2 separate regions of the Arachis hypogaea genome follow, and region 2 is linked to region 1. Evidence: chromatin contacts called from public Hi-C data. All regions are on one chromosome and are shown on one strand. Each heading gives the region's core, a stretch centred on a gene start, on an enhancer-like site or on the middle of the called end of the contact. The rest is flanking DNA. Distances are from core to core; before and after follow the strand shown. Region 1 holds the start of LOC112791184. Region 2 has its middle 12 kb from the start of LOC112791186.

Region 1 (7,148 bases), core at 1,115-3,614:
TCTTTTTTATAACTGTGTTTAATAGAAGTGTCTTTATAGATATATTTTTTGGATGTGTCTCTTTATATATGTATTTAAAATATATTAATTATTAGACACATCTACGAACACACTTCCATGAAACACAAATATAAATAAGAATTGACAGAAATTGGCGGATAATATGTTGGTACCCTATACTTTTCCTTTATGTTATCTTACAAGATGGACTTTGCTAAAAAAATAACAATAATTGCACACCCTAAATACAAAATTATAAATAAAAAAATAAAAAAAGCTTGTTTGATTTATTAACTATTGTTTTCATTCTAATACACCGCATACATATACCTATTTTAGAGTTGCCAATACTTTTCAACGAAGAATGGAGTAAGAATGTCAAAGAAGAAATCATCATTAGCCGCAGCACGTTCGAGTATTTTGCCCTTCATCTGCATACATTATATATATATATATATAGCCTGAGGCATCAACCATTGAATTCCAAACCTTGCAATAAACATTTTGGAAATACAACCTCCAACCTGCAACAATGGTGCTGCTACCCATCTTGCATGTAACCCTCTTGCAATTAACACTGGCCTCATTTTCAGCAGCCATTGATCCAACACAAGGGTTCACCCAACTCCCAATAAGCAACTCAAATTTCCAGGTCCAAAAGCCTTACGATGTTCCACAAAACCAGCGTTACACCTTCATAGATGGGGTTCATAAATTCTGGGTGTACTCCACCGACAAGCCTTTCGAACCATCCAGCACCACCCTGCCACGAACCGAGATTCGCATTACGGTGAGTTAACATGAAGTCATTAACATTATAATAAGCAGGCTAATTAAGTTAATTAATTAATTTTCAGGGATATGATTATACATCCGGTGTGTGGCAATTTGAAGGGGACTTTTACGTGCCGAGTGGAACAAGCGGTGTGAGCATCATGCAAGTGTTCGGTGGAAGCTCCTCTGCCACAACGTTGCAGCTTAGGGTGTATGATGGTTCTCTTAAGGCTTATAGGGATCCTGTTGTGCAGAACAACATCTATGATAGATGGTTCAGGCTGAATGTGATTCATGATGTTGGTGCCAACAACGTCAAGGTTTACATTGATGGGAATCTCAATTTTGATGGTGATGGTCGTGGACCCGGTACTTTCTACTTCAAGTTTGGGGTTTATACTCAGAATGATCCTTCCAACTATATGGAATCTCGTTGGAGGGATATTAAACTCTTTAGAAAGCAGTAATAGTACTTGCATTTTAATTTGGTGTATACATTGAATAAGAAACAAGAACTACTTGTTATATATATGTTACCCGCTTTGACTAATAAATAATATATTATATTATGTAAGTTCCATTGCTCTTATACATAGAAACACGATGATTGATGATTGAGCATTGTTGGTAGCTAAGTCCTAAGTGAAATTTGAACATCAGGGGAAGGGGAAGGGGAAGGGGAAGGGGCGAAGGCAGGAGAAGAAGCAGAAGCATCACAGTAGCCACGTAAATAATGGGCTTCCTGAAGAGTGATGCCCAAGGAAGTGAGCAACGCAGGCCAGCAATTATGCGTGATGAGGGTGATTGCAGAGCAACATTTGTAGCTAATATGAGTGACGCCGCCATTGCTGAAGTAAAGGAGGATTTCATTCGAACAAGATCTCAGCTCCACCAACGACCTCAAGCAATCCGCCTGCTCCACTCCTCCTCCGTCCTTTGATGCCGTTCCGTACACGACAAGACTCAATACCATCAACAAAATTCCCTCTTTCAGACCCATATATGCTGCAAAATTCGGATTCACGTTTTTTCCTTTCTTGAGTGCACATGCAAGATGGCTTCTCTCAGCATCTACTTATATAACTATAGTCAACCCTTCGTATGGATTGTAACTCCCAACTTTCAGGCTTCAGGGGAATACAGAAAAGATCCACTATGCACATTACATAAATACATAATCAATTGCCTTTAATTTTCCACTAATATGCCACTATGCCACCTTTCAATCTTCCATCCAATTTAGAATCAAATAAAGATATTAAAAATAAAATCAGCCAATATCTAAGGCCAGGTTTCGGTCAAGACAAATTCAGTTTCATCATGTCCATAAATATTGATGATACCATTCCCCCAAAAAGATTTTTTTTTCACTGGGTTTTTGGTGTTTTAGGTGTTGCTCTTTTCTTTTATTAGACTTGTAAAAGTGAAAAAAAAAAGAGTAACCAGACCATTTTTTCATTTTGCTTTATTAAAGGTATTAAGGATTTAAGTACCAAAAACAAAGGTATTAAGGATTTAAGGCCGACTTGCTTAGGCCATTTGTTTATAAGATGAACGGATATTGGAAATGTGTAATGGAGAAATGGGCTGTAGCCCAAATCTTAAATGGAGTGCTGCTAAGGCGGGGAATGGGTGGCTGGCTAGTGGCGAGTGCCTCCCGGTCGCCAGTGTTATCAAACTCGAATCGACTCAGATGAATCGGCTGGAAATCCAGTCACTCGATCATTTGGCCGGAGTGAGCCATTCTTTAAACGGTCTTTTTTTCTTGTTTGGACAGAACTTAACTGTCTAAAGCATTGTTCTAAAACCGGACCGAATAAGCTGATTCGATTAGATTAATCGAAAATTGATAATTTAATCGATTCGGTTTATCTTTAGAATTGTTATGCAAAAAATTAGTTAAAAAATCGGTCGAATTGGCGATTAAACGGTAAACCGGACGAACTGGCCGGATTTTTAAGTCTGGTTCGCTATTCACATTAAGAAAACGGCGTCGTTTAAAACCAGCCCCCTTCCCCCTTCTCTCTCACAAACCCAACCCTAAAACCCTATCAGAGCAGAGCAACATCCCCTTCTTCATCGCCGAGCTACTCTCCATCAGCCAGAGGCTGCCGTCGCCGCCGGACTAACCTCAACCGAGCCTCCCACTTCTCCCATCGGCGTCACTCACGTGCACAGAACCCACGGGCACGTTCGTCTTTTTGCCGGCGCTCTTCGTTTCCCGTTGCGATCCTTTTCTTGTCGTCGGCTGGTTGGCGAGTTCTTCAGTGACCATTCCTTATCTGGTCGTCGTCTCCCACTCAAGCTCGTCGTCGCGCTCTGTGTCGTCAGTCGCCGGCGGCAGAAGCAGACGGAACCAGCATCTGGTCGCTCGGCTGGTGGTCGTTCTCGTCTTCTTGCTTCGGCTCGCTTGGTCAGCTTCCTTTACCGTCAGTTGGTCTCTGGGCAGGTGAGTTTCCAACAAATTGCCCTGTTTTTCGTTGTTGTAAATCATCGCTACACCTTGCTTTAGTGCTGAAAGTTGAATCTGTTGCTGAAAATATCACTGAGCTAAGTTTCTTTTTTGCTGAAAATCATCACTGGTGGTTGAATTTGTTGCTGTGTTGCTGAAATAATGACTTAGCCAAATTTTTTCTTGCTGTAAATCATATTTGGAGCTAAAGTTTTTGTTGCTGAAAATTATCATAGTTGAATTTGTAGTTGGAAATTATCAATGAGCCGAATTTGTTGCTGTAAGTTGAATTTGTTGCTGAACATAATGAACATATCACTGAGCTAATTTTTTTGTTGCTGGAAAACATCAGAGTTGAATTTTTTGCTGATTATGATCACTGAACCTTAAATTTATGGCCGTCTTGCTTAAATAATCACTTAGCTAAATTTTTTGTTGCTGTAAATCGAATTTGGAGCTAAAATTTTTGTTGCTGAAAGTTATATAAATGAATTTTTTGTTGAAAATTATCAACGAGTTGAAATTGTACTAGTGACTAATTTATTAGTTATGTCTTAATATGTTTGTGAGCATATGCATTTTTATTTTTTGTTTTAATTTCATTTTTGCAATTTTATATTTTTATTTAATTATGACCCGATCAACGAGATGAATCGGTTGAACTAGTGACCCAGTGACCACCGGGTCAATTACCAATTTGTTCTGATAACTATGCTACTATGGCTAGGGGGAGTCAGGATTGTGATTGGTGAAGGAGATTGAACTGAACCGAAGGCAAGGTCGTGATAGGGTTTTGGAAAGAATGAGCGTGGAAGATCTTCCTCGGAAGGAGGTGAATGTGCTGAAGGGGCACGAGGGCGCCGTACTTGCCGCGAGGTTCAACGCCGACGGCAACTACTGCCTCAGCTGCGGCAAAGACCGCACCATACGCCTCTGGAATCCCCACCGTGGCATCCACATCAAGACCTACAAATCCCACGGCCGCGAAGTCCGCGATGTCCACGTCACTTCGTACTCTCTCTCTCTCTCTCTCTCTCTCTCTCTCTCCTTAGTAATCAACACAATTGCATGTTAATAATTTGATATAGGGACAACTCCAAGCTATGTTCGTGTGGTGGAGATCGCCAGATTTTTTATTGGGATGTAGCTACAGGCCGTGTAATTCGAAAGTTCCGTGGTCATGACGGTGAGGTATTTGCTATTCGCTATTTAGCTCCCTGCCCCTCTATTGTTTCACTTCAATTCATAGCTATAGACATCACTCTTGTAATGTAGTTTCTTTCATAGGTCAATGCTGTGAAATTCAATGAGTATTCCTCTGTGGTAGTATCAGCTGGCTATGATCAATCCTTGCGTGCTTGGGACTGCAGATCCCACAGCACCGAGCCTATGCAGGTGAATTCATTTTAATAATGCTCATTCCCTTTCCCCGCTCACCAATATTACTAATAAAGTCTATCCTATCAATTGATGTTCAGATTATTGACACATTCTCAGATAGTGTCATGTCTGTTTGCTTAACAAAGACTGAAATCATTGGAGGAAGTGTTGATGGAACTGTTCGAACCTTTGACATTCGTATTGGCAGGCATGTAGCAGCATATTTCAAAATGAAAGAGAAACACTCCCGATACGCACATGTATTGTCATCTGCTTCGTGAAATCTACTAATTTTTTCTTTTGTACACACCAGAGAAACATCCGATAACTTGGGGCAACCTGTTAACTGCATATCCATGTCCAATGATGGTAACTGCATTCTAGCTGGTTGTCTCGACTCTACTCTGCGTCTTTTGGACCGGTACGTGTATAACTTTCAGAGGAAATTTAGCATGGATCTTACTCCCTGCTAAGTTTTTTTCATCCTTTCTTGTGGCAGATCTACAGGGGAGTTATTGCAAGAATATAAAGGACACACTAATAAGGTTAGTTCTGAGATGTTAAAATCTGTTTCTATTACTTTCTTCTATTACAAATTTAGCTACAAGTTAAGATTCACCGTCATTTGTATATTTATATATCTGGCATACCACATTTCCATTCCGACATTTGTTCATTCTAAAAACACATTTTTTTTTGTGTTTTAAGCAACTATACCATGCCCTTGCAAGCTTTATGGCTTAGTCCATCTTATCAGGTTTAATAATAATTTCTAATTAGTTATCCTCAGTCTTTTAAATTGGATTGCTGCCTTACCAATACGGATGCTCATGTAACTGCTGGCTCTGAGGATGGCTACATCTATTTTTGGGATCTTGTAGATGCATCAGTCGTGTCAAGATTCAGGGCTCATAACTCAGTGGTAAACTCTTTGACTTCAGCACCCTTTCTACATGGAAGTTCTGTTAGAAACTATGTTGATACTAATTTACTAAGTCCAAAAGGACATTATAGACCTTTCATTTGCTAATGATATTTTTGCAACTATGATTGTGATTTCCTCAAGTTTTTAGTTCCTGCTTAAGCTTGACAAAAGAAAATGAATTCCTCTTAAGTTTTAATCCCAAACTTGATATCGTTTTACAAAATGCTGTTTCAGTTTATGCTTGTTCGTCCATTTAGATTATATGGTTCCACAGGAAGCGGATCATGTTTTCAATTGAGCCCCCTTTCTCTTTCCTACTGGCTACTCTCCTAAGTCCTATCCTTTTGTGTTGGGTTGTTGGGGCCACCAATGTGAAAATTTGTTACACCAACAAACAATAATTTCATGTGACAATTCAGTTTTGATACAGTTTTTGTCACCTGTACACAACATCTTGAACAGTTATCAAAAAAATATCTGCTGCTGATTTTCTTGAAATATGTTGTTACTTTGTTGTCAAATTAATTAAAGCTCTTAATGCTGCATCTTATTATTGTCAGTTTCAATTCTCTCTTCCTTTTTTTTTGTTGTGACAAGAGTCTAGGTATTGCTCTGCCATAACTGATGCCATTTTGGGTTATATAATGTGATAGATACTATAATCTTAGAGATGTAAATATTTGTGCTTAGTTTTGTTTGGATTTACTTCTTATGGAAGGATAAGACTAGTCGACAATGATTCAAGTCACGTGAACTTACTTGCTCAGGTAACAAGCGTAAGTTATCACCCAAAGGAGAATTGCATGGTAACTGCTTCTGTGGATGGCACCATTCGAGTGTGGAAGACATAGGAACAAAATGCAAGCAGGAAGCTTCTCTTGTGTCTACTCGGCCCATACCAATGCCCAAATAGAGCAATAATGACTTGTCCAACACCATATGAAGCCCACAGAAACCGTGTTACTTCAGCCTATATTATATTAGTATATGCATGTTCCTAGAACTGCATGTGCATTTGATTTGGAAGCTAGTTAATACAAGGTGTGAGTCTTAGCTGCTGAATCTCTGGTCTCCTGTCAAATGTCAGAAACAGTTTTTGTTTTTTCACCAAAAGAAATAGGGGTATCAGGGTATGGGTTAATCCACTTGTGGCCATGCAGAGAAAATGAGTTGTGTTTCTATTCAATTATTATGCAGTCAAGTTTATTCTGTTATCCTTTTCATTGGGCAAGCATTAATTAAGGATTGTGGTACTTGGATTTTTGCTAGTGAAGTTGTTGGTGAATAAGTGAATGTATACTTTTGTTTTAGTGATATGATTCTTCAGTCTTCAGTTCTTTATTATTGATTTCTCATTATTCAATTCCAACTCAAATGGCAAAAGGATGAATTCTAAGTTTTACCTCCATGTAACGTGGTCCTCTAAACTAAAGATGAAACATGAGAAAGTGAGGAATTAGAACTGCTGATATTTTATATTTTCACATTTTAGAGCATCGAAAATCTCTGTCCCTAGTATTAACATATTTAACGACAGAGAACTCAACAAGTAGACCAAACTGAATTTAAAACTTGTAATCACAATGTTGTGCAAAAAAACACAAGGATTTTGATCTT
Region 2 (6,792 bases), core at 3,834-6,333, 50 kb after region 1:
ACAACAATTTAAGAACAAGGAAGAAGGCATGTTGGCTGTTAAGCAGTATAGCATCAGGAGGGATGTGGATTACAAAATAGTAGAGAGTGACTAGTTGAGATACAATGCACAATGTATCTAGTTCGGACCCGGTTGTAATTGAAGCATACTCATATCATATCGTCGAAAGCAAGAAAAGTGAGACATTAGGAGATACACTGGGTCTCATGCTTGCATGAAAATTTCGATGGGACAAGACCATGGTAGGTTGGATTCGAAGGTGATTGCGCAACACATTTTCTCGATGGTCAAAGCTGATCCAACAATCAGCATCAGGATTCTCCAAGGAGGTGTGGAGAATCACTTTGGCAGTACAGCCATGCCAACACAGCCGAATCCCACGATAATCGGCTACATGCCTCGAGGTCCTCTAGTAGGGATAGCCACCTGATGTGCACCCGAGAGTCAGATGCATCTGGGAATAGGAGACCCCCTATCAACTGCATGATATACCCCTCATGTACCTCATCAGGCGCTCCTCTGTGGCATCCTGCTCCAGCTCTCTACAAACCTTGTTGTGGAACCAAGTGAGCTTCAAGTCCACTTTGTCTGAGACTGTCTGTCATCTGAGCTAGGAACAACACCCAGAATCTGCTCACATAACTCCTTAGTGGTGTGTTCCTGATGGTGCTGCTCCCACCTACCAATGCATCCACTCACAGGATCACCGTCGATCCTGAGACCCAACTGATAGGCCATGTCCTGCAAGGTGATAGTCATCTCCCTGCACGGTAGATGAAATATGTGGAACTCAGGCCTTCACCTCTCTATCAAAGCCGAGGCAAGCCGCCAATCATGCTCAAAACTCGACCATATAGGCCACATACTCAAATCCGGCTTGTCTGAGATATGGCCTAATCTGCTCCGGCGGCTGAAAATCACTATTTTATGGTATATTTTGGATTGAATTGAGTGGATTTTGTCAATTATTCTCCCACTTGTTCATGTAAATTGCTTGTTTTTAAATTTCCTTCCTAATTTTGTGCTATGATTGAAAACATGCTTCTTAGGCCTTAAAATCACTAATTTTTAATCCTTTTTTATTACCATTCGATGCCGTGATCCGTGTGTTAAGTGATTTCAGAGTTTATAGGGCAGGAATGACTTAGAGGATGAAAATGAAGCATGTAAAAGTGGAAGGAACATAAGAAATTAAAGTTTTAAGAAGCTGGTGTCCACGCGCACGCATGGCTGACGCGTACGCGTGACCAAGCCATAACTAAACTATGCGCACGCGTGGCTGACGCCCACGCGTGGCCAGTGCAGAGTTTAAGCGACGTGTACGCGTCGCTGACGGGTACGCGTGACGAGCATCACGTGCCTCAATAAAGAGAATTCGCTGGAGAATATTTTTGGGCTGCTTTTGACCCAGTTTCAGGCTCGAAAATAAAGACAAGAGGCTGCAGAGTGAAGCTGGAAGGGGAATGAGAATCATTCATTCACTTTTACACATTTTTAGGTTTTAGATGTAGAATTCTAGAGAGAGAGGCTCTCTCCTCTCTCTAGGTTTTAGGGTTTTTTTAGTTTTATTTCTTCTCAAATTCAGATTTTCATCTTGCTTTAATGTAGTTTCTTTTTTATCTTTTATTGTTCTAGTATCTTCGTTTATCTTCTCTTGTTGATTTGTTTATTTTTTCCAATTTAGTTTATGAACTCTTTTTTGTTAGATTTAATTCCCTTTTAATGCAATTTGAAATATTTCATGTTTATGGCTTTGTTCTTTAATTATTGGTTATTGATTCCTTGCATTTGTTAGTCTTATATTTTACTATTCTTTATTAATTTTCTATACTTTTATTTTGTGTCTTCCAAGTGTTTGATAAAATGTTTGGTTGGATTTTAAAATAGATTTTTGTGTTTTTGGCTTGGGTTGATGATTTGAAGACTCTTGAATTGTCAAAGTTTCTTGTTGATTGGTAATTGAAGATTGCCGATTAGCTTGAACTTCACTAAATCTAGTCTCTCGCTATGAGTTGACTAGAACTTGTGAACTCAAATTGATTGTATGCACTTGACTTTCCTTCATTGGTTAGAGGTTAACTAAGTGAAGACAATTTATATTTACCATCACAATTGATGACGATAATGAGGATATGACTTCTAATTCTCTTTTCTTGCTAAGAGCTTTCTTAGTTATTAGTTTATTTTCTTGTCATTTTACTTTCTTGTTTCTTATTACGAAACCCCAAAAATATACTTTCTCATAACCAATAATAAACTACACTTCCCTGCAATTCCTTTGAGAGACGACCCGAGATTTAAATACTTTGGCTAATTTTATTGAGTTTGATTAAATGACAAACAAATTAAACATTGATCGAGGATAATTTGTTGGTATAGAACTATACTTGCAACATGATATTTTTGTGAAAATCTTTACCGACAATTTTCCTCCGTCAGCTGCTGTGTCATCAAATTCTGCCTGGTGCGCAAGATTCGAGGCGCCTACCAAAAACGGAAACAAAAAAAAATCAGAACGGTAAACACATAAAATAACAAGTTTACTGAACTAACAATGTACTCAGCGTGATCCAACCTGTAACTGCTGCTCCATCTAACACAGAATCTAGTAAAACGAAATCACACATACTGAACTCAGTTCCTTTTACGTTAACTAAATTAATAAAAAAATATTTAAATCCAAAACAGTTTAAAATCTTAGTAAATAACTAACTGAACCCTAAATTTTACTAATCAAGTTTTTTTCTAGTCTAACTTAACCTAATTAATTATTCAACTAATTACCTTTTGATTTACAACTTAAACTAATTATTCTCACTAAACTAACTAACAATTTACTTTGTTATACTAATTAACATGTTATAGATAATAAACAACAACTATTCTTAAGAACAATAACATAAAAATTTTAACTAACATAAAAACAATTAACAGTAAGTCTAACTAACATGTAAACAGTAAATCTATAACTCTAGCTAACATGCAACCTATAACTAATTATTTTATCTAACATGTAAACAATAATTCTAACTAAGCTAAAAAAATTAACTCTAACTAACCTATTATTTATTGACTTGGAACTAAGAATGTCGTCCGCAATGAACTTCACCAGCGTCGAACCGACAGAAAGAAAAGACGACCAAAGTGAATTTGGAAGAGAGATTGAAAATGAAAAGGACAAAGACAAATGCTTCCACTGGGTTTATTATTTTTTATTTTATTTAAAAAATTCTAACAAAAAAACTAAAATTTATTTTTTATAATTTTTTATTTTTAAAATTATTTTTTGTCATTAATAAAAAAATTGAAAAAAAATTAAGTTAATGTAAAATTACTAAATTTTAATAATAAAAATATATTTTTTAATTATATTTACAAAATTTATATCAAAATTCATATTTTTAAAATATTTTTTAAAAATATATATTTAACGTCATAAAAATTTAAAAGTATTTTTGTCTGCACATAAAAAAATTAAAAATAATTTTAGTAGTAAACAAAATGTTGGCACAAAATATGATGGCATTTACATTAATGAGTATTTATACCCTTTTAACAGTTCAACGCAGACGCAATCAATAAGCTTTTAACAAAACTTAAGGGCAAAGAAGAAAATATCACACACCCTTATTCCCATTTTTGCTGACGTAGTCACGTCAAGTTACACGCTCAATTGGCTGAAGCATGAAGCTTGTGAATTTTATAACCAGTAAGCTTCACACGTTCGTATGTTTCACCTTCTCTTGCTTGATCTCAAGTCAAGTCAAAACTGTTTTCAAATTCACTGAGTGCTGAAAATTGTGAATTTTTTTTGTTGAAAGGTCAAACTTAGGAAACTTTGTCATATTTCTTCTATTTCTTTTTTCTTTATTTCCCTGAAATTTTGATACATGGATTAATATATCTAAATACTAGTCACCAAAAAATATATATATATCTAAATACAATTTATGTATGATACAGATTGTATAAAGAAATTGATTCAATAATATATAAAATCTTTTACGGTGACAATTAAAGAAAAATTTTGTTAGATAGACAATAATTTTTGTAAATAATATGAACAATAAATTATAAAATTGATCCAATAAAGTAAAAAAAATTCTATTCTCAAATTATCTCAACTTTAATATTAGGATAATTATCTGTACACACCTAGTGAAATGAATATCTAGTCATTGTTAACTGTGCATGAGTAAATCAAATAAAAAAATAACTATCTAATTAAAAATAATGAATATAATCATCTGCATACATATTGAATTGAACATTCGATATATTTTTTATTCACTATTGTTTAGTATTTTCATTGTTTACTTATACTTTTTCATTAAAAAACCGAACTAATTTAGATCGGATGATTGGTCAGCTCACAAATCAGCTTGAACAAGTGTTAGAGTTTAAATCTTACTTGGTAGATGTGCTAAATCAATTGTGAACAATAGACTATTAAATGAAAGTCAAATTTATTTATGACAGATTAGTTGTTAATATGTAGAATTAAGAAATGTGATAGACAACAAAAAAAAATTAAAGAAAACCGAAATTAAAAAAAAAAAGAGTTAGCTTTTTAGGACTCTGTGAAAGATGAGAGAAATCGTGACGCGATAATGTACATAGCTTGCTTTTCTTCCAAGTTGTTCTAACTTGCATAAGTTAACCTATAGCATTTTAATTCCAAAAAAAAAAAGGAAGCAGCAGCTCGCACACGAACACTTGTGTGTGAGACTGGGAAAATACAGAAAAGAAAATAGGTGAGCTATTGAGAGAAATTAAATATTAATTTCAAATAAGAAAAAAAATTATTATTATTGTGGTTATTCATTCCCCACTTAGTGAAATAGTTTCTTTTATAATATTTGATTAATTAGCATGAATTAAGAAGAACCATTTAGCATCCTAAACAACTAGCTACAACAAAACTTGATGCCCAGTTGGGTCAGTAGTGGACTTAATAATTTAAAAAATATTATAGAGACAACAGATCAAATTTGGAATGGAGAATGCAGTGTTGTGGTACGAATAAATAATGAGGCTTTCCCTGTCAGTGTGTGCTCCTATTTCTTCAGAAGGCAACAAACTTAATCATACGTGGCTGATTTCTTCCATGACTTGGGTCAACTTACTATACCATGTCAACTTTATGTTCAATTCCTTAGGGGAATCAAGAAAAACAAAAATAAACAAAGTGTAAAGTCCCGAACCTATAATTGGTGCATTCACATGAAAAAGCCTAAAAGCAAGATTTGCGCCTCAGTGAACCGTTAGATTGGATTCCATTTAGTCAAAGATAAGAAACGATGTCAATCCAACGGTCACCAATCCGTGTTTTAAGTAACATGGCCCAATAATAAAAGAATGGATCCTCTTTTTTTTTTTTTTCAATTAAAGGCGTAAGAATAATTTTTAATTATTTAATATTTTTTAATTTTATTTATACAATATACATTGAGAAATCACACCAAACACTCAAATAAAAAAAATTAAAAAGATTTAATTCCTCAATAACAAAAGAAGAAACACGTACGGAATATACCAGTGAAATGATATAATATATATGGACCCACGAGGCACCACCATAATTTAAAGTAAATAGGAAAATATTATTATAAATAAGAAAATTCAAGCCATGTTCATAGAAGTAACCTCGCAGTTTCTGACTTTCTTCTTTCTTCACATCGAACGAACTCACACAACACGTACCTCAAAACGCGCTCTACGCTAAAACATCATCATCATCACTATCATTTAGGTGTGTCTTAACTTCCAATAATTCCATTGTTGCCATTTTCATTTTGAAACAAAGAAAAAGAAAAGCCATAGATAGGCTACAATGGCCGCAGAAACACCTCCTTCTTCGTCATCATCATCTTCTTCTTCTGTATGTAAACACAATAACAATAATAACAAGGTTCAGCATGGCTTGATTAGTGAGTCGGAAATGGAAGCGGCGAAGCAGCTAATGCAACTGAGCGACGAAGAAAAGAGCAACAACAACAATGCGAATAATATAAGGAAGAGCGAGATGAGGAAAAAGAAGAGAAGAAGGTTGTTGGTAGAAGAAGGAGAAGAAGAAGAAGAAGAAGAGGTTGATCAAAGTCGAAAGAATGATATTATAATGGCTAAGATACAAGAGATTTTCGGGAAGGAGATTATTGTTCCAGCTGCAGAAGCAAAGAAGCAGAGAAGAAGATATCGTTCTCTTGCGAATATATATATGGCCACAGCCCCCCATTGTAACTTTCAGCAAACCATGAATGTTAAGAAGAGCCCTAATTAGGCCATACAATATGTGTTTTTTTCTTATTGCTAACACTTTTCTATTCTATCTTCTGTCTTCACCTACATACTCACTACTGCAATCAATCTCATCATTTTCAGAACCCTAAAAATTAAAATAGGATTCATCATATGCATGATTTTTCGCGGAGGCAGCTGTGCATAACTAATTAACTAATTGAATCATCATCGATAGGACAATTATTATCTTTTCTTTTTCTACATACAATTCCGCAAACCAGCAAATTCGAGAAGCAGATAACAATTTGAAAGCGATGCAGGAATGACGTATATTAAGTTTCCAAGTTATGTATTAATCCATAGCGTAAGGAAGAAGAAGAAGAATGTCAATAAACTGCATCATCAACTATAATTATTATTCATTATCCACAGCAAATGCATGTTGACCAGTGAGGCAGTGACCACTTACAGATTTCTCATTCGTACATGTATCATTCAATATATTGATATGTTCCGATCCTTGTTTTGAACCCTAAATCAGTAGCTATAGAT

The links. A called contact is a pair of places that touch in the nucleus more often than the background predicts.
Region 2: a contact with region 1 is called in a Hi-C map of an unstated tissue, with 3 times the contacts expected there. The contact joins the enhancer-like site here to the promoter of LOC112791184 in region 1. A contact is called at or near these places in 2 of 8 Hi-C or Micro-C datasets (leaf and an unstated tissue).

Annotation. Positions count from the first base shown.
Region 1 is chr3:121,878,626-121,885,773 of arahy.Tifrunner.gnm2.J5K5, forward strand. It overlaps LOC112791184, which reads left to right and starts at 2,365. Exons shown (of 9, transcript XM_025833913.3): 1 at 2,365-3,223; 2 at 3,964-4,237; 3 at 4,315-4,417; 4 at 4,514-4,621; 5 at 4,705-4,814; 6 at 4,920-5,027; 7 at 5,106-5,151; 8 at 5,397-5,528; 9 at 6,299-6,845. The coding sequence starts at 4,029. The coding sequence ends at 6,382. LOC112791185 (citrate-binding protein) reads left to right here and starts at 352. Exons shown (of 2, transcript XM_025833914.3): 1 at 352-790; 2 at 858-1,348. The coding sequence starts at 533. The coding sequence ends at 1,241. It overlaps LOC140183569 (egg cell-secreted protein 1.3-like), which reads right to left and starts at 1,774. Exons shown (of 1, transcript XM_072232023.1): 1 at 1,406-1,774. The coding sequence starts at 1,774. The coding sequence ends at 1,406.
Region 2 is chr3:121,925,703-121,932,494 of arahy.Tifrunner.gnm2.J5K5, forward strand. No RefSeq gene overlaps it. Among protein-coding and RNA genes, the nearest start is that of LOC112791186, 12 kb to the left of the region's middle. Within about 2 kb of position 5,084, at least 2 of the 3 cell types and tissues checked have open chromatin away from gene starts, as enhancers often do.